Regions from separate parts of the Mus musculus genome. Here regions 1, 2, 4 and 5 are each linked to region 3. A link is a contact called in public HiChIP or PLAC-seq data. All regions are on one chromosome and are shown on one strand. Each heading gives the region's core, a stretch centred on a gene start, on an enhancer-like site or on the middle of the called end of the contact. The rest is flanking DNA. Distances are from core to core; before and after follow the strand shown. Region 1 has its middle 12 kb from the start of Mir5114. Region 2 overlaps Gm34922 (a long non-coding RNA gene). Region 3 overlaps Dnmbp (dynamin binding protein). Region 4 overlaps Got1 (glutamic-oxaloacetic transaminase 1, soluble). Region 5 overlaps Gm34636 (a long non-coding RNA gene).

The links. HiChIP or PLAC-seq counts read pairs in DNA pulled down with a chosen protein or histone mark.
Region 1: an HNF4G HiChIP or PLAC-seq map of pancreatic cancer cells shows a contact between it and region 3. The contact joins two enhancer-like sites. A contact is called at or near these places in 1 of 39 promoter capture datasets (cranial neural crest) and 2 of 115 datasets of contacts at active chromatin or transcription factors (embryonic stem cells and pancreatic cancer cells).
Region 2: a FOXA1 HiChIP or PLAC-seq map of pancreatic cancer cells shows a contact between it and region 3. The contact joins two enhancer-like sites. A contact is called at or near these places in 3 of 39 promoter capture datasets (liver, pre-B cells and stem cell-derived epiblast-like cells), 1 of 115 datasets of contacts at active chromatin or transcription factors (pancreatic cancer cells) and 1 of 9 other capture datasets (adipose tissue).
Region 4: an HNF4G HiChIP or PLAC-seq map of pancreatic cancer cells shows a contact between it and region 3. The contact joins two enhancer-like sites. A contact is called at or near these places in 1 of 39 promoter capture datasets (pre-B cells) and 2 of 115 datasets of contacts at active chromatin or transcription factors (embryonic stem cells and pancreatic cancer cells).
Region 5: a contact with region 3 is called in a FOXA1 HiChIP or PLAC-seq map of pancreatic cancer cells. The contact joins two enhancer-like sites. A contact is called at or near these places in 3 of 39 promoter capture datasets (embryonic stem cells, liver and pre-B cells) and 1 of 115 datasets of contacts at active chromatin or transcription factors (pancreatic cancer cells).

What each region holds. Positions count from the first base shown.
Region 1 is chr19:44,313,430-44,317,072 of GRCm38.p6, reverse strand. No RefSeq gene overlaps it. Among named protein-coding and RNA genes, the nearest start is that of Mir5114, 12 kb to the right of the region's middle. Within about 2 kb of position 2,377, at least 328 of the 459 cell types and tissues checked have an H3K27ac peak or open chromatin away from gene starts, as enhancers often do. A contact at or near this core is called in pancreatic cancer cells, where this site is marked.
Region 2 is chr19:43,628,768-43,632,426 of GRCm38.p6, reverse strand. The region is part of intron 1 of Gm34922 (a long non-coding RNA gene); the gene reads right to left. Among named protein-coding and RNA genes, the nearest start is that of Gm4311, 11 kb to the left of the region's middle. Within about 2 kb of position 1,371, at least 50 of the 459 cell types and tissues checked have an H3K27ac peak or open chromatin away from gene starts, as enhancers often do. A contact at or near this core is called in pancreatic cancer cells, where this site is marked.
Region 3 is chr19:43,915,492-43,919,099 of GRCm38.p6, reverse strand. All of the region lies in intron 1 of Dnmbp (dynamin binding protein), which reads left to right. Among named protein-coding and RNA genes, the nearest start is that of Gm50217, 3.6 kb to the left of the region's middle. Within about 2 kb of position 2,284, at least 186 of the 459 cell types and tissues checked have an H3K27ac peak or open chromatin away from gene starts, as enhancers often do. A contact at or near this core is called in pancreatic cancer cells, where this site is marked.
Region 4 is chr19:43,496,868-43,500,932 of GRCm38.p6, reverse strand. It overlaps Got1 (glutamic-oxaloacetic transaminase 1, soluble), which reads left to right. Exons shown (of 9, transcript NM_010324.2): 9 at 376-1,181. The coding sequence ends at 515. It overlaps Cnnm1 (cyclin M1), which reads right to left. Exons shown (of 12, transcript NM_001373992.1): 12 at 3,723-4,065. Among named protein-coding and RNA genes, the nearest start is that of Got1, 26 kb to the left of the region's middle. Within about 2 kb of position 1,727, at least 88 of the 459 cell types and tissues checked have an H3K27ac peak or open chromatin away from gene starts, as enhancers often do. A contact at or near this core is called in pancreatic cancer cells, where this site is marked.
Region 5 is chr19:43,558,868-43,562,900 of GRCm38.p6, reverse strand. It overlaps Gm34636 (a long non-coding RNA gene), which reads left to right. Exons shown (of 3, transcript XR_877867.2): 2 at 3,528-3,627. Among named protein-coding and RNA genes, the nearest start is that of Gm34636, 8.1 kb to the left of the region's middle. Within about 2 kb of position 2,015, at least 24 of the 459 cell types and tissues checked have an H3K27ac peak or open chromatin away from gene starts, as enhancers often do. A contact at or near this core is called in pancreatic cancer cells, where this site is marked.

The DNA of each region.
Region 1 (3,643 bases), core at 1,128-3,627, 400 kb before region 3:
TGGGTAAGTCTCTGGAGTTGATCCTCTGCCTCTCTGGAGTCAATCCTCTGCCGCTAACTGCCACAGAAGCCAAAAGTTCAAGGAGTGTGCATGACACTTACAGCTGCACCCTTCCATCAGGGTGGTCAGTATGCAGGAGGTCTGGAAGGCACAAAGGCAGGCACCGTTCTCACTGCTGTGGTTTGTATCCACACCAGAAGAGGACATCAGATCCCATTACAGATGGTTGGGAGCTACCATGTGGTTGCTGGGAATTGAACTCAGGATCTCTGGAAGAGCAGTCAGTGCCCTTAACCAGTGAGCCATCTCTCCAGCCCCTGGGTTTTTGTTTTTAAGTCTTATTCCCCCCTTTGACATTTATCTACTTCATGCCCCACCCACCCACCCCCACCCACGCTTCTTTTAGGGGCCAGGGAGATAGCTCAGCTGTTAAGAGCACTTGTTTCTTTTGTAGAGGGTTTGATCCCCAGTGCCCACATGGCAGTTCACAACCATCTGTAACTCCAATTCCAGATGATCTGACAGCTTCTTCTGCCTCTTTGAGCACCAGGTACAGACATACACGCAGGCAAAGCATCCATATACGTAAAATTAATGTGAATTAAATCTTTAAAGGGCAACACCTTTTTATACTGTTGGGTCGTCTTTGTGTTTGTTCTTTCTCTTTATTTTTTCCCCAGTCTCCTGCTCTTTTCCCTCAACAGCCTCTCCCTCCTCTTCTTTCTCCTTCTTTCATCCATTGTCTCTCTAGTCTTTCCCTTTCTCTACCCACTGTCTTCATCCCATTCACTCATTCTTCCCACGTGCTCCTTAAATAGCTTTTAACTTCCTAACAGTCTTTTTTATTTATTTTACTCGCTCTGTAGACCAGGCTGGCCTCGAACTCAGAACTCCACCTTGCTCAGCCTCCCGAGTGCTGGAATGAAAGGTGTGCACTAGCTTCACTTCCTAACATTCTAAAGTAGTTTTTAACCATCTTCAGTTCCATGATCATTGGCAATACATTAGCAGGCATTGAAGAAATAAATAAACTCCTAGTCATAGAGGACTCACAAAATCAAGCCAAAAGGACATAAACGATTAAAATGGATTCATAACAATCAACAAGACGGCTCTTACTCCTCACTCCTCTCTCTTTTTGTCTTCTCCTCTCCTCTCTCTCCCTCTTTATTCTCTAGCCTTTCTTCTCTCTCTTTTCTACCTTCTCTCTTTCCCCCTGTCTTTCTATAATAAAGCTCTAAAATCATTTTTTTAAAAAGTCAACAAGACTGAGACAGTAACCAAAAGTTTCCCCAAAAGTCAAAATGTAGCACCAGACTGACTCGTTGCCGAGTTTTATCAAATCTTTAAGGAAGAGGTAATAACCAAGCTCCTTAAACTGTTTCATATGGTATACAGAACACTACCAAGTTCACCCTGCCAAGTCTGCATTACCTTGATATAAAAACTGGTTCAGAGCACACACATTTTTAAAAAAGAAAATTGTCAGCCGTTTTTTCCCCTGATGAACATGGAGACAGAAAAAAAAAATTCTCAATGCAATTCTTGCAAGCCACATTTAAGGGCACGTTAAGATTATGTGTGGTGATTACTGCCTTTAATCCCAGCAAACTTTGTACAACTCCCACTCCCGTGTTAAATACTAACTTCCCGCTCCCAGTCCAAGCCTGCTTTGTTTCAAGCTTCTTATTTTAAGTTGGTGCAGAGGCTGCCCCTGCAGAGCGACTCGAGCTAAAAGCCTGTCATGGGTGCCCCTCCCACCCTGCATCCACTTCACCATTCCAGCATCTGAATGTCTACTCTGCTCCAAAAATACTTTTCAGATGTGTCCTTCCTTTTCCTTCCCCATGCCCCCATCGGAGTCTTTTCAAAGCCTGGAATAAGGCTTCCAGCCCCTGTGGTCCCCTCTGCTATCACAGTAAGTTTCTTAAATATCGAGATTTCCAGACTCTCACCGCCTCCCCTGCATTTTCTCCTCCCACTGCCCACTCCACGCCCCTTCATGCCTGCTGACATCAGCCTGGAAAGTTCCTGATCACATTAATGCTGTGCTTTTCGGAGTGCTCTCCTCTACACCATGACCCAATCTGAGGTCTGTTTTGCTAAGTCCTAGCTCTGCCTCCTCCTCCATAAGCGTTTGCACTACGTAGATGGAAAAAAACAAAACAAAAAAACAAAAAAAAACGTGCGCTGCTTTGCCAGCACACACCCCCACCCCCTTCCTTGGCGAAAGCTGGCGACCAGAGCCCACATTCAAGGTCCGGGGAGCGGAGGCGGGGGGGGGGGGGGGGGTTGTGAGGTCAGGGACTGGGCTAGCCTCCATCTGTGACTGCAAGGTACACCGGCTAGCTTCAGGAGCAGCGCATCCTGATTGGAGCGATGCGTGCAGAGCCCGGTGAGGCCGCTGATTGGCTGCGAGGGGTCAGGCGCTTTGGGCCTGGTGAACGCGAGTGAATCTGGGGCCAATGCTAACCCAGAGTAACCCCGGGAGGGGCCCGCACGCCTGACCCTTGCTTTTCCTCACCCTAGCTGGACCTCTCCCGGGCAGGCACTGGCAGAGGGCCAGGACTGGAGGAAGAGCGTTGCATGTTGCTTCTATTTCAGGCACTCAGCTTAACCTGAGTTGGAGTTTGGTAGGGCTCCATGTACGGTCACCAGGACAGTAATTTATGATGTCACAGGGCTGTGTATGTGTGTTTGGCCGCAGTGGGGTGGGAGGTGCGTTAGTGATCCAGGGAGGTAGCCACACTGCCTGCTCCTGGAAATGGCGAGGTTGGAGGCACGGTTTGAGGCTTTGGCTAAAGCAATCTTGCTACTGGAAGCAGAGCTTCTACTTTACTCCATGGGGTCTGGCCTTCCCCGAAAGCAGAAAGAAAAAAGAAAAAAAAAAGGAGAAATGTTATGGTGAAGGGTGGGTGACACTGTCCATTACTGCTGTTGAAAACTGTTTACTCAAAAAAAAAAAAAGTTAAACAGAATTATTACAGAAGAAATCCCATTCCTGTGTACACAAATCGACAGAGAGCAAATGCTAGAATATACACACACAAATGTGCAGAGCATACTATTCATAGAAGCCGAAAGGGGGGGACAACTCAACTGCTCCCCATAAATACAATGGACTGTTAATCATAATGAGGAGTTAAAAACTGATTTGTGCCAGTGTGAAAATGTTAGGAATCGATCAAAGAAGATAAATCAAAGAAATGACTTAGACACAGATTTAAGCCAGTAGAAAGTCTATTAGCTGGCTGGTACTTACAGACTTGAGCCTTTCTCGGGGTGAGATGTTTGTTTTTAATTATTATTATTATTATTATTATTTTATTTATTTATTTATTTATTTTTTTGGTTTTTCGAGACAGGGTTTCTCTGTGTAGCCCTGGCTGTCCTGGAACTCACTCTGTAGACCAGGCTGGCCTCGAACTCAGAAATCTGCCTGCCTCTGCCTCCCAAGTGCTGGGATTAAAGGCGTGCGCCACTACGCCCGGCTTATGGCATTTTTTTTGTATTTTTTTTTTTTAATATGAGTACACTGTAGCTGTCTTCAGACACACCAGAAGAGGGCATCGGATCCCATTACAGATGACTGTGAGCCACCATGTGGTTGCTGGGAATTGAACTTAGAACCTTGGGCAAAGCG
Region 2 (3,659 bases), core at 122-2,621, 290 kb after region 3:
CTCTGCATACCTTCCTTTTGAGACAGGACCTCATTATTTGTTTGTTTAACTTACTAAAGAGGTACGTTTGTTTTTAACCAATTAATTAATTAGTATGTGTGTGTGTGTGTGTGTGTATGTGGTGTCTGTAATGTGTATGTATGTGTGTATATGTATGTGGCGTGTGTATATGTGGTATGTATGTATATGTATGTCTGTGTATGTGTTTGTGGTGTGTATGTGTATGAATGTGTATGTATTCATGTGTATCAGTGTATGTATATGTGTATATCTATGTGTATATGTGTATGTATGTGTATATATATATATATGTGTGTATGTGTGTAGGTGTGTATAGTGTATATGTGCATGTCTGTGTGTAAGTGAATATGTGTGTATATGTATATATGTGTGTATATGTGTATGTGTGTATATGTGAATGTATGTATATATATGTGTGTGTGTATATGTGTGTATAGTGTATGTGTGTATGTATATGTGCATGTCTGTGTATAAGAAATATGTGTATATATGCGTGTATATGTGTGTATATGTATATATGTGTGTATATGTGTATATATATATGTATGTATGTTGTATGTGATCAGACTCTACTCATTTGTGGTCCTGGGGATTAGAACTCAGATGCTCCTGCTTGGTTAGCAGTGCTCTTAACTGCTATGTGATCTCTCCAGCCCCTGGTCTCACTTATTTAGACAAAACTGGCCTTGAACTTGCAGCAATCACTCTGCCTCAGCTTTCACCCTCCCTAATCTGCCACACACACCCCTTGACTGGTGTGAGATAGCCCCATCTTCAGCTTTAACAGGATCCTCACCATGATTGCTGCCCACACCAGGACTGTAGCCATGTCAGCAGCCGGAAGTGAAGAGCAGGGAGCCCTGGAAATCTGAAACGCCAGCCAGGGATTTGGCCAACATCATCAGTCAGTCAGAGGTTGAGAAGGTAAAACATGCATTAGTTCCTCACAGAAAGCAGCTTTAGTCTGTCTGTCTGTCTTTTTTTCTCTCGTTCTTTCTTCCTCTACATTTTAGGAGTATAGTCTGAAACCGTTGACTTAAATGGCCTTAGGCTTACCAAGTGAGAATCTGGGACACTGAGACAGGCAATCAGAGAATACAGCTTGGGATATGGGCAGCCACTCTGGGTTAGATCAAAGAAATGGGCAAATCCTGCTTCCCCACAGCAGCCTTCGTCAATATTTGAAACAACAATAACTTTTAGATGTAAAGCATACAAAGGAGAACCTTGTGTTTCTTTCTGAAGAGCCTGTGTTCCTCCCCAGCCAGCAGGAGGCTTCCATCTTGGCTTGTTTTCTGGACGGGAAACAGTGCCCAAGGCTTTCTAGTGGTGAATGTGTGCCCCCTGGTGGTCACTTTCTGTAACACTGACGCCACCCAAGGGCAGTGACTCAGCTTTAACTCATCTTGAGTGGGAATGGAGAGGACTTCGAAGTGCTCTCTCTCTCTCTCTCTCTCTCTCTCTCTCTCTCTCTCTCTCTCTCTCTCTCTCTCTCGATTTTCTGTGGAAATTTGCATGCTGGTGGTACTTCCTGGAACACAGGGGGAACATCAACTTTTTTTAGTGCTTCCATACCTCAGCATGTTCTGCCCAACACTGTCAGGTGGGGCAGGTATGGAACACTAAGCCACATGTAGTTAGTATTTGGCGTCTGCTGGAGCCTACATTAACCCCTCTCTTGATTGGTGTCTGGAGGCCGCACTGGAGATGCTCGGGTGTAGGCAGTGTCTGTCCTTTCTGTGTCTACACTGTTTCTCTCTGGGAGCCTTTGATCCTGCAGGGTGGTGAGGGTCTGTCTATCCACGCAGCCCTTCCTCCTTTGCCTTGTTAGAAAACGCTGCCTGCGCCTCAGAGAGTGCTGCTTAACTCAAGGTTGCCTCTTTCTCTGATCCCTGACTGCTCTGAAGGGAGAAGCGTTCCTTTGCCATAATATTGCCCTTGCTATAGGCTAAAGAGCAAGGGAAACAGCTAGTTACGGAGGGAGCGTTTGAGACTATGAATCAAAATACGTTTCTCCTTTCAAAATAAACAAATTAACAAACCTAAGATTATATATATTCCTCCAAGCCTAAAATGCAACATTTCCCACAATATATAAGCAATTTAATGTTACCTATAACAATTAAATATAAATAATTATATATAATTAAATATATTTAACCAGTTAAACGTTAAAATTAGAAACTACTTTGCCATCAATGTTAAAGAAACCTTGCTCCCTCCATTTCCTCAGCACGGTGGAACCTCTGAGTGGTGATCACCCTCTGAAAAGGTAAAAAGGGTAGGACCCAGGGGAGCCTTCTTTCCGACACACAAGACAGGGGCCTAAATGCAAACCACCATGGTCGGTGAACACACCACGGATTTTCATGAGAGGACCTGTTTCTCACTGACTTATAAGTGAGTCACATTTCCCCCCCAATGAAAAACAACCTAATACCTTACCATGCTTATTTCAATGCTAACGGAAGACATCATGGCCTGAAGCCTCCCAGTAGCAATGGCTATGTCACTGGATGTTAGCTGGTGGCCTCTGAGTTACCAACAGCCCTGCATTAAGGTTCTGACCTCGCCTGTGCACATACTCACTAGTCACAGTGTAAAAACCACAAACATCCGGTAGCTGACCGAATTTCTCCAGCACCTTGGACTTCTGAGGTAGGAATGTGCTTTTGGTAGGTGTGGAGCCCGTAGAGTCCACGGACATTACAGAAAGCCTCCTGGGAGCCAGTCATCCCGTCACCCCTTGGCTCACTGAAGGTCCTGCGAGGTAGGTACTAAGATCTCACTGTATTCACAAGGAGCGTGAGGTTCAGGTGGGTCCAATTTACTCACCCACAGCCAAGCTGGGGAACTTCTGCCCAAGACAATTTGCTATCTTGCTTCAGGTGAGGAACAGCAGGGAGACCACAGGGCCGCAAGGCCTGCCTCCCCTCCCCTGTGGAGAACCTTCCCTTAGTATCCAGACCCACTTATCCTCATGGCAGCTGTCCCAGCACATCTAATTTACCTCCACTTAGCCTTAATTTGATGCTTCCAACTGCCTGGGAGGAGATGATGGTCCTCCCACGTGGGCTGAGCACCTCCCTCCTCAGGCTGGCTGTTCACACTGCCCATCTATGCCCAGCCCCGGCTACCACCATCTAGAATTACTACTGGGTGAGGGCTAGGGTTACTGCACTTAGCACAGAAAGGCCCTCACCCCAGCCTTTTCCAGACAGGGGGCTAATCACTCATCGTATGCCAGTTGGTCATGTATTTGGGGCTTTGTTTCTGCCAGATCTGAAAGCAAGCAAAGGGTGAGGGGCCACGGGGACTGGGACAGATTGAGTGCGGCTGTAGGGTGTGAATGACGGGGGTTATTCAGAGAACCAACATTCCAAAGGTGTCCCAGGGTGTGGACACACGTGAGAGCCTCTGTAACTGACATGGTGGGCATCTGACGGCCCACATGCATGGTCCCCAGCTGGGATTCCTGAGAGCCTACTGGGCACAAAGCATCTCAGATGGGAACTTCAGTGTAGTTCCTGTCTTCCAAAGGAGTCTAATAGCAGAACAATAAGAAGGTGTCCCCTTAGCTTGCCCTCAATACAATCAATCCTGTCTTCCTCCCTCCTCCTCCACCTGTCTCCAATCTC
Region 3 (3,608 bases), core at 1,035-3,534:
GATCCAGCTTTTCCAGCCTCTGCCTTGCCCTGCTCATTGGTCGAAGCTAGCAGGACTCCAGAGGCAAGCACTTGGATTTGGTGTTTGAGGTCACCACCTTGGGGCACAGAGCAGGCTGGAGGACAGAATTGGAAGGGCTGATGTTCTATGTCCTCAGTGTGTACCCAGTTCAGACCTTTACCCCAAAGGCCATGTTGGAAATTACTCATTAGGCTGGTTGCTATCAGTATCTCTCTGGGTGAAAGTTTACAGCCCATGATCTCAGATCTTTAACAATGTGTTAAGACTTGTGGCTGTGTTGCTTATTAAAACAATCCGTCTCCCAGGCCTTAGTTTGCATTCCATCACGTTTTATAACATGTTAAACACGTTGCTTTTTCTATTGTGATCAATGAATATTACATACGCTTTACCATTTTGAACATTTTAAGTGTACAGTTTCATACCACTAATTTGCTACCATAAGTAGCGTTCTGCCTCCAGAACTTTCTCATATTCCCCAACTGAGCAGCCATAGTTCCCCAACAGAATGCTAGTTCTCTAGCCTTTCCTCTGTCTCTGTGGCTCCGGCTGCACCGAGTACTTCATCTGAGTGGAATCTGGCAGTGTCTGTCCCTGTGTCTGCTGGTCTCACAAAGCATAGCATCTTCAAGGTTGATCCGTGTGGCATTAATGTGTTACTGCTCTTTTTCCTTTTAAAAGGGTCAGATAAGGGTCAGTATGTGTTTCATGGCATGTTGTAAATCTTATTTCTGAATAAATATATATACAATATATATTATATATATGTATGTGTGTGTGTATATATATATATATTTGTTTGTTTTTTTTTGTTTTTCGAGACAGGGTTTCTCTGTGTAGCTCTGGCTGTCCTGGAACTCACTCTATAGACCAGGCTGGCCTCGAACTCAGAAATCTGCCTGCCTCCGCCTCCCGAATGCTGGGATTAAATGTGTGCACCACCACGCCCAGTTTTTTTTTTTCTGAATGTTTTTATAATTTTACATTTATAGCATTAACTTTCACATACTCAGGGCTGGAGGGATGGCTCAGAGGTTAAGAGCACCGGCTGCTCTTCCTGAGGATCGGGGTTCACTGCCCAGTGTCCACGTGGCAGCTCCCAACCATCTGTAACTCCAGTCCCGGGGGACCCACTTTCTTCTGGGCTGTGGTGCACATGTGGTGCACAGACAGACAAGCTGGGAATGCACACACATGAAATAGAGACTTGTCTTATGTTCCCTGATTATTAGAGTCACACACAGGAGTGGCATATTTAGTCCAATGTTTTTATCCAGAGAGACCCACGCTAGCCTTGAGTAATTCCTACCTTGTCTCCCTAAAATACTGTTATGCGTACTGTACCTTAAAGACTGGCTTACACACATTCCTTTCTTTTGTCCTCCTCCCTAAATAGGTAGCTTTTAGTGCTGTAACAGTTAAACTCTATAGCTGTTGAGTCTGGGTGAATTGCTGGGATCTGAGCCTTGCTGACCACAGTGTGGTGGATGGTGCAGGCTCCTGGCTCATGTGGCATGGTGTACACTCAGGTGGTAGCTTTCTTAGTGTCCTTGGGCTAATCAGAACAAGAAGTTCTGGGCACCCACGCTTGACCTGGAGGGCTCACACTGTCCCCTCCCCCTTACCTCCTCACCGCCTATCCCTAGCCCCTGTTAGACCTAGACAAACTAGAGACTGAAACTATTTACGCCAGAGATGGCTGGTTTACCGTTAGGTGAGCAGAACTACGGGCTGAGGTATAAGTGGTTTCAGATATTCCAACCCGCTTCCGGCAGTTACCTAACTCTTCCTGTGCCTGCGTTGCTGCCCGCCTGCAGACAAATGGTCAGACGCCACTTCCTTCACAAACTCTTTTGGAGTTTACCTTCCAAAAGGTGTTGAAGAATCATTGTTCTGCGGATATTTATGTTTCAACTCTTTAGAGGAAGAAATGGGCACTCGCTAGTAGGGAAGGGTGGGGCTCTACATCTTGATATCCCTGGCAGCACGCTGTATTTGGACAGTAATCTCCCAGCTTTTCCTCAGCTCATCTGTCCTGTAGTTTCTTCTGCAAACTTCCATCTGGACTTGGGACAGCTTACAGAAGCCACTAGTGGTTAAGTTCCGACACACACTCGAAGGCTTCTAGATAGCCCGAGCATGGGTGACAATGGGTGCTTCTTAGAAAGTGTACAAGGCGGGATCAACTCTGGGAGTGTGCGTCACCTGAGTTAAGTGGGAGACGTCAAGCCCCGCCTCCTCACTGCACACATGAATCACACGGACCTGTGGAGTCTGAGCCCTTCTAGGGTGTGTGTCCCTTGGGATTATAGACTCATTCCTGCAGAGTAGGAGGTCAGTAAAAGACTTGATTGAGCCAGAGTCTCCTCAGCATTTGTGAGTCATCCCCCCCCACCCCCCACTGTGAAAAGGAGTCAAGAGGAATTCTTAACTCTTTCAGCTCACGAGGCCAAAGAGCAAGAACTCAGTGGGTCGAGGCCCCTTCCTTATCTCACAGCTCAGAGGAGGAGCCGTGCATTCGGTCAGACAGTGAGAACTTTGAGAAAATGTACGGGAAAATTATGTCCATCTTGGCCCAACCCTGAGGACTTGTCTTAATAATGTAGATGGCTAAGAGATTTGCCAAATATTATGCTTGGATTTCTGCTTTAAACAAACAAACAAACAAACAAACCTACCCTTCTGTAGAAATCTGACATCTGGCAATTTCAGATGCCTGGAAGACAGCCAGAAAATAAGAAAGGGGCCTTAGAGTTTGTGAAGTGTTGAGCCCCCAGTGCCCACATGTGTCCCTTACCTCTGCAGAGGATGCTAGCCTACCATCCAGAGGTGGTCCGCTTTTATCTATCTGGGAACTCTTAGTAATGGTTGGTGCTGTAGACTGTGAACTAGAAGTTGGGTTGAATTGGGCACGGGGTCGCACACCCTTAGCCCTGACACTTGCGAGTCAGAAGTTGGTGGGTCTTTATGAGTCCAAGGCTAGCCTGGTCTACATAATGAGTTTCACCTAGGACTACACAGTAAGACTCTGTCTCAAAAAAATAAAAATGTAGGGTAGAAAAACTGACTGGGTGGGGTAGCTTAGAAGATAATTCAGAGGTTAAAAGCACTGGCTGCTCGTCCTCTTGCTCACCCAAGATTAATCCCAGCACCCACATAGCAGCTCACAACCATCTGTAACTCCAGTCCCAGGAGACCTGCCATCCTTTTTGGTAGATGCCCAGGTACACACGTGACATACATACAGGCAAAACACCCATATGCATAAGATAAAACTATGTGAATCTTTTTTTTTTAATGAAGCTGATGGATGAGACCGGCTGACCTGGAAGCAGGGCAGCACCAAGAAAGGCCTGAGGCTCTGTAACTGTCTAGGGCTGCAGCTGTGGTTAAACGCAGCACAGTACTGTATGTACTGAACTGGCTTCCAGCAGCCCGAGTAAATCACATTAACTCGGGATCTTTGGACGACGTCAAGAAGGCACAAGGCGTGTCTTACTCTTGGGTGCTGGGATTGACAGGCCCGTGCCCTCACACTTGGCCCTGTGTGCCTGCTTAAAAACCTGGTCACAATTAGATTAACCACG
Region 4 (4,065 bases), core at 478-2,977, 420 kb after region 3:
TCTGAGATGAAAGGCTCACTGGAGGTTGTTGGATGCTCAGGACTGGAGCCCCAAAGCCGGTGTCGAGCACCTATCAGGGTTTCCCGATCAGGGTACTTCCCTTGTGTCTGATGGCTGCTCTCAGTTGAGAGGGGTATCTAACGTGCAAGGTCTGGCTGGGAGGTCATCCCGGCTTCAAAGCTGCCCCTCTGCTGTAGTCATATTGTCAACGTCCTGAAAATTGAACATGAATTACTGAGAAATCTTTCCAGGATCTAGTGAGTAGTTTCCTGTTGGTTGATTGCACCAGTCTGAGTTAAGGAGGAAGAAGGAAGATGGTGATCTCTGAGTGTCCACTGCTTAAGTCAGTGTCTTGCCCTCCTGTCTTCTCTACAGCCAAGCAGGTCGAGTATTTGGTCAACGAGAAGCATATCTATCTCCTGCCGAGTGGTCGGATCAACATGTGCGGCTTGACCACCAAGAACCTAGATTACGTCGCTACCTCCATCCATGAAGCCGTCACCAAAATCCAGTGAAGAAACACCTCGTAGTTCACGCCACCAAAGCAGTTCTTGTCACACCTTTCCTGCCTGCGCAAACCTAGCTGTACCTAGCTGTACACGTCCTTTATTAGAGATGACCGAGGGGAAGCAGCTGCTGTTTAGCTGACCCCCCACATGAGAAGACGTTTCTTGAAATGAGCCCCGGGGGCTCTGGGGTTAGAGCCTGTTGGAAACCAGAGTAGATTAAAGTTATTTAAGAATAAAAAGAACTTTGGCTATGAGATGTAATCACCTTGCCTTCCTCTCTAGCATTCTGCAGGAGTGATGCCCACGGAGCCTTGGGCTTCTGCGTGTTGCCTGACTGTACAAAAGTCTAGTCTCAAAGATCAAGTTGGTCTGAGGAGCCGGATGTGACTGTGGGTGTTGGCTGGGGCATTAAAACTCATCATCGCCACCCATCTCTGTCTCTCGTCACCCTGATCTCCCCGCACGGTTGTGTCCCTGGTCTGGAACATTAGTTTTTTTAAGGCAACTGTGGCCAATATTTATATCATGACATACAAATGGATTTACGTATTTGACTGAAATGAAAGTTCCACTAAACGGTATTTGCTCTTGTGATATGTGGCACATTGTGATATTTTCTTAGTCTGTTCTGTTTTATTTAAAAAATAAAACTGCTGATCAAGACAAGTGAAATGGAGTTTGTGATCCATTCATGAGTTGCCACCCACAGTTTAGAATGAAGTCTTTAGAGGGGTTCACTGATGGCAAAGGTAAAGGAAAAAACAAAATGTGTTCATGAAACTGGAAGTTCAAGTAGGATCCAGGCTGTAAGTCCATGTTGCTTTTGTAGGTTTATCGTTCAGACACCAGCCATTTTCTTAAGAAACTAGGATGATATCATTTAGAGGGATTCTAGAATACCAGCTCTTTCCGTCACCGCTGGAGCTGCTATGTCCCTAGTGTATTGAAAACATTACAGCTGCTTAAACATCACAAGTTCCAGAGTCCCTGAACTCTGGGAAAAGGGTGGGTCTGGAAAAATTGGTAGGGCTATGCCTTACTTTAAGCAACAGAGTAACCACTTTTCAAAATATTTAAGAGTAGCTTTTCAGAATTTCCCAGGACTCCCTTGAGGTATAAAAATCCCACGATTTTTAAAGATGGTCGGCTCCAGAAGTCACCAGGTCTAGCCTGGCTACCGCAGTGAAACAGTCTGCTTGCTTCCTGTTGTCTCTGACTCACCCCCTTTCCTCTGGGTGTGGTACGGAATTCTTTCCAAGCTTACCAAGACACCCTGTTCTGTTAGTAGGGCCTTTTAGTTTAAAAAAAGACCTTTGACCTTGAGCCAGAATTTGGACTGTTGCTGTCATTCTGCCGTCATTCCTCATTCCTTTCTTTGAATCAGTCTGTTGGTACTGAAACAGTCTGGCTTCCTGCCTTCGGAGAGGAACGGTGGTTATCCCTGGTCTGGCTTTCCTTTGCAAAGCCCTCCGCCCTTGCAGATCCTACCATCTGGCTGGGCTGACTCTCTGTAGGTGCCCCAGGCTGCTGGGTGTGGACGAGGTAAAGGTTATTAGACGTTAGCTTGCAGCTTGTTTCCATTTGTATCCTTTATTGAGGTTTGTTCTTTCAGCTCTAGGATGCTGCCTTCCCTGGAAGAGTTTCTTGCATTCTCCCTAGGGGTGGCTTAAGCCATCAGACTCCAGTACCTCTGATGGGGACAGACTTGGTTGTTGTGAGCAAAAGAGCATTGCTTGTTGCTCTTGCAGAGGACTGGGGTTCTGTTTCTAGCACCCACATGAAACCACAACTGCCCGGAATTCCAGATCAAGGGGATCTGACGCCCTCTTCTGGCTTCCAGGGGTACCTACATATGCTAAGGCATACACATAAATAAATCTTAAAAAACAATTTTGATCAATGTGGCCCTCCAAAATGTCCTACCCAGTAACCACCCCCCACCTTTTTTTTTTTTTTTTTTTTTTTTGAGACAGGGTCTCTCTGTGTATCCCTGACTGTCCTGGAACTCACTCTGTAAACCAGGCTGGCCTTAAACTCAGAAATCTGCCTGCCTCTGCCTCCCGTGCTGGGATTAAAGGTGTGCGCCACCACTGACTGGCTCCCCAGTAAACTCTTACTAGGGCATACTTTTCTTGTTAGGGAAAGAGAATTTTTCTTCTAGTTTTTTATTTTTAAATTTATTTTATAAAAATTTATTTATTAGAAAAATTTCTAATTTTTCTTCTAGGGGGAGTGCCAAAACTATTTAAATTAAGGAAACAACTTTAAGTCTCAATGCCAGTACCAACATGCTAAAAAAGTTTTTAGTATTTTAAAGAAAAAAAAAAAAGATGAAGTGGGACAAATTGGTTAGCGTGTCCTGTACTGTGTCTGGGGTTCTGTGGATGTTTGGGGGACACTGCAAGAGCTCTCAGATGTGGGTGCATGGTAGACTTCAGAGGTGGGCAAACAGAAAACTCCAACTTGCCAAAACTTCAATCAAGTTGTCCAAAGGCATCAGCGCCTTTGAGAGGCAGTTTTGAGAAATGAGTTAAGCAGCCTTTATTACACCACCTGCTAAGTGTAGCCCAGAGAAAACAGCCTTTAGCGTATTAAGGAAAGAATAGCCCCGATTGGGTCTCCAGAGAAGAATCCTGTATTGTTCCAGCATAACCCTCTAATGGTCTTGTTACACTGCTTGCAAGCTGCCTGGCTGGTCCGCCTTCTGGAGCCAGCTAACTGCACACGGAACCTCTGGCCCACTGCTTTCTTGTTCCTGCCTCTAGCCTTTGCGTAGGAACCACTGGAATGGGGCCATCTTGATGTTCCAGAAGGTCCGAGAAAGCCAGCAGAGTCTCAGGGGTGTAGGGTCTGGCCTCCAACATCCTGGTCTTTTCTCATGGTCACATGGGTTCAGCAGCCACTGGCCCTTCTCAGTATCCTCTTAATACCCCCTTGTCTCCACTTACATCCAGTCTTAGGTTTACTTCCCTCTTCTGCCGTTCATTCCTATAAAAATCCGACTCACCTGACTTCCCAAAGCAAAGTCTACCTGAAGTACCCGAACTTTGCTGTAACCTTACCTCAGCCTCGCACCTGCCTCAAGGGTAGTTAGTGCCCTGCAGGCAGGTGGGCCACACAGGTGAGATGTTGACACCTGTGCATTGTCTGACACGCATCTCAAATGAAACCATTTTCAAACTCCAGAATCCCATGGGCAAGCAAAGCAGCTAGTCCAGGAAAACACATTTTTATTTTATTTAAAAATTATTTACAATTTATTGAGTTTTCATAAATACTTTATTTTAAAATCTTTTTTTAAAATGTATTTTAACCTGAAGAAAATCGGAGGGGGGGGGTGGGGCTTGGGAGCTAGGGAAAGGAATGGTGACAGGTCCCTTAGAGGGTCTGCAGAGGGTGGAGTTAATACAACAGTAGTGGCCTGAGCCTGGTGGCCAAAGGACTAATGAGAGGGAACTTTACCTAGCAGGGCTCCCTTGTGAGATCTTGTTCCAAACTCATCATCACTTACTGGCCTAGGTCTGCGACACCAGCACTAAGGGCTGGCACTGTATTC
Region 5 (4,033 bases), core at 766-3,265, 360 kb after region 3:
ACCCCAGGTTTCTCATTGAAGGGAACATTTCATACTCAACACATGCTGAAGTGATGGAGGTGGACCCACACTGTACATATGTGTATTTTTTTACATGGGGTTAGTTTGGTGTTGATTTCATGCCAATACTTTCTCTTCAGAGACTCTTCTCTTAAAGGCTGCATAGTATCCTGTCTTATGGCGGTGACACCATAGACTACCAATCTCTTCTTGTTCTCAAGTCTTCTATTATAAATACAACTCCCATTTAGAAACAAACAAACATGCAAACAAGCAAAACCCAACCTGTTAAATTCTCGTTTATTCCTTGATTATTTCCTCTGAATAAATTTCTAAGACAGGTTTCTAAGACTTTGGCTATCGAATGCCAAATTGCCCTCTAGAATACTATACCCATTTATATAAACATCTGCAGGCAGTCCAAACATCCCTCTGCTATACCTTTGCCACACTGCATATTAGTGTAAAAAGTACATCTTTGGCCTTTTTGATGGTGGTGGGGGGCAGTGGAAGTAAGCTCAGAACTGCAAACATTGAACAGGAGATGTGGGCAATATAGATTTTTGCAAGGTGTGGCCACTGAAGGACTCAAATCAACAAGGGCATTAGGATGCCTGAGGAAGTTTCTGGAGAGGACAAGACCCTTACACACTGGACTGCTCTGTCAAGGTACACAAAGGCCCAAGGTGAGCCACACAAGAGATGGGGGTTTCCTCACATAGACTCTCAGTGACATTTAATAGGAAGGGAAAGACATCAAAGTTAAGGATGTCTGGTGGGATAAGCCAATTCAGAGCAGGTTTTTGATAGCGGAGTTCCTCTCTACCCATTGCAGGCCAACATCCCTGCCAGCGTTCTGAGAGGGATGCCGTCTGCAATGCTTGCTGAGTTCACTCAGTGTATCTACATCCAGCCAGCCTCTCCATCTGCTTCATTTTCTGTGGCGCATCTAGCTCTTGAGAGGGACACATTTAGAACAACTCTGATGTCATAAGGAGGGGTAGGGGTTAATCTTTCACAGAAAAAGTAAGAATGGAAGGTAGATCAGGGTTTTGCAATGGCTACCATTTGATAATAATATTGCAATTGATAATAATGTTGCAATCGATAATAACATTGTGATCAATAATAATATTCAATTGCAAGGAAAGCCTGGAACAGAGAAGCAAACAATGGGTTTTCAAGAAACTCTAGGAGAGCTAGATACCACATGAGGAATTCTAAGAATGTTTAATCTCTAGGTCTTTTACTGCTGTGTGTAGCTTTATGTGGAGGCACAATAAGACAAGAGGTCGGGCTGGAAAGATGGCTCAGCGGTTAAGAGCACTGACTGCTCTGCCAAAGGTCCTGCGTTCAATTCCCAGCAACCACGTGGTGGCTCACAACCATCTGTGATGGGATCTGATCTGATGCCCTCTTCTGGTGTGTTTGAGGACAGCTACAGTGTACTCAGATACATTAAATAAATAAATAAATAAATAGTCAGAATGAAATAGCCTCCATTCAGCCAGGAAGCTTCTTGCCCAAGAGCAGCCATGGCAATCCCCCTTGGGTTCTGCTTTGTAGCACACAGAGCCTCTGAAGCAGCAGAATACATTTCTAAAAGCCCAAACACACTGCATTCTACAGTGCTTCAGGACGTCTTTAGAATTCCACAGCAAAGAGATAATTATTTAATGAAACTATCTTTTTTTTTGTTTGTTTCTTTTTTTTTTTTTAAAAACAACTGTCAAAGTAACTCACCCTAAAACCAAAAGAGGCGCTTTGAAGTGAAATCAGGGCGCACACACCCAGATCGAAAGGCCTCTAGAGTTTTTAACGTGGGTGGGATCTGAGTTGCTGACACTATGTATCAGGAGAGCAGTGGTTCCCAGCCACCACCGGATGGGTTCTTTTTCAAATGTGTTTCTGCAATCAGTCATTTATCTTAGGTTGTCAGCCTCTGTTCCTGTCTATAGTTCTCAATTCAATGGGCATGCTGGACTGTTAGGATGACCAATAACATTCCAGAAATTTCTGTGATGTCAGCAAATGTAAATCATAATGACTGGTCTGATACACCCAGGGCCAGTGAATGGAGCTGATACCATTCTATTCAAAAGGAAAGAGACTTGACTTTCAGTTAACCCAGTCAACCCAACCATAGATAGGGAGTTGGGCCTTCATGCTATCAAACTTAAGACACGAACCATTATTAACTGATTTTGTAATTGCCTCAGGGGTCCAAGTCTCTGAGAAAAGGAACTTCAACATTTGAATCTTCTGAAAACTTCCAGCTTTTGATAACTGTTGGAAGTTTTAGAATTGACTACTTTTGAATCTCTAAGCTGCACAGCCAGTGGCAGCATTCAAGCTTCTGTTCCCACTGTGTGCCTGTGGCAGACATCTCTAATCCATCACCGCATTCTTTTCCACTGAGCCATGCTCTTAATACAGCACTCCAAGCAACCAATGAATCAGATGCTAAAAACAAAATTAGCTTCCCTTTCCTGCTTGGCCTGCTTTTGTAGGTGATGTGTTCATGAGGCAAGTATGAGAGAGAGGCTCAGAGTTCCCTTAATGAAGACAGCAGATACAGGCAATCAAGGATCTAAGAGGTAGAAATACGTGGGAATAAACATGTGACCTCTCAAAGCTGGACAGATGGCTCAGTGGTTAGGCACACAGATACATTGGGTCCCGAGCAGCACCCATGTCAGTGGCTCACGGCCACGTGTTATTCCAGCTTCAAGGGTCTCATATACAGACACATGCACAAACGTGGACATGTGCACATACGTATAACTTTAAGAAAAATAAATCTTTAAAAATATGACTCCTCTCCCATCCTCAATGACATGACAGTTGATCATCAATGCAAATCTTCATTTTTTGCCTCCTGTGACCGTTTCTGAAGCACGGGTACAAGGATCACACAGAAGGGACCAGAGTGGCTAGAAAAGTACAGAGCAAGAACAAGTCTGGGCTGCGGAAATGTCTAGAGCCATCTTGGGATAATGTGGATGTCACCCCTACATGGCCACAGAGTTCGGGGATCTTGGTCTCATGTAGGTTCCTTGGAGCTTAACTGCTCAGTAAAAAAGGCAATGAAGGCGTTCTCCTGTATCCAAGGCCAAAGAGAAGATAAGTGAAGAAGACAAATGAGCAGGAGGTGGCATGAGGGGAGCACTCAGGATGCTGAGGCAGAGGAGGTTAGTAAGATCAAGGCTAGCTTGTGATATCTGCCTCGGAAAAGAGAGTAACCTTTGTGTGTCTAGGAAGTTATAGAGCAGGAAGATGAAGCTGGCTTGAAAACTCCCCCTGCCTCCATCTGTCTAGCGCTCTTTCTGATGTATGTGAGCTTCTTGCATCGAGATGTAAACAGTGGCAGGCAGTCAATGTGAGGCCAGAAAATTATCTCAAATATTTGGGATAAAATGGAACTTCTTGATGATTTTTTTAAGGGAACATTTTTATTTACAGAAATAATGATGCATTATGAAGCAGGATGCATAATTTACATGACTTTTTTTTTTTTTTTACAAAAGCATGCAAGATTTCAAAGACACTGATATCAGCGGCTGGCTGTTCTGGCCATACCAACTCTGATGTTGTGCTTCATGTCCCACGCTGCTCCTGCGGATGTGGGTAGGTTGATTCTTCAGTAGATTCCCCCTCTTCTCTTCTCCTTCACCTCTTCTTCCTCCTTTTTCTTTTGCATTGTCCTTTATTTTGGGTGGTGGTGTCACCAGTATCCCAGCACCCAAGGCCGCTTGCGTATAAGATTATTTCAGGACTGCAGCTATGGGAAGAGCCAGCTTTCCTGGGTCAATGTAGGGAGGGGTGGGAAGAGATGGAGTCACATCCTGCGCTTAGCCATTATCATTGGGTAAAGATGGACCTGAAGCTGAACTGCTCTGCTCAAGCAGGTATTCCAAGAGACCCAGGTAGGTGTCTTAGTTAGCCCAGTAACGAATCATTGAATAGCTCAGTTTTAGAGACTAAAAGTTGGGATTACTTAAGAGGCCAGAACAGCCAGGTTCTGATGAGAGCT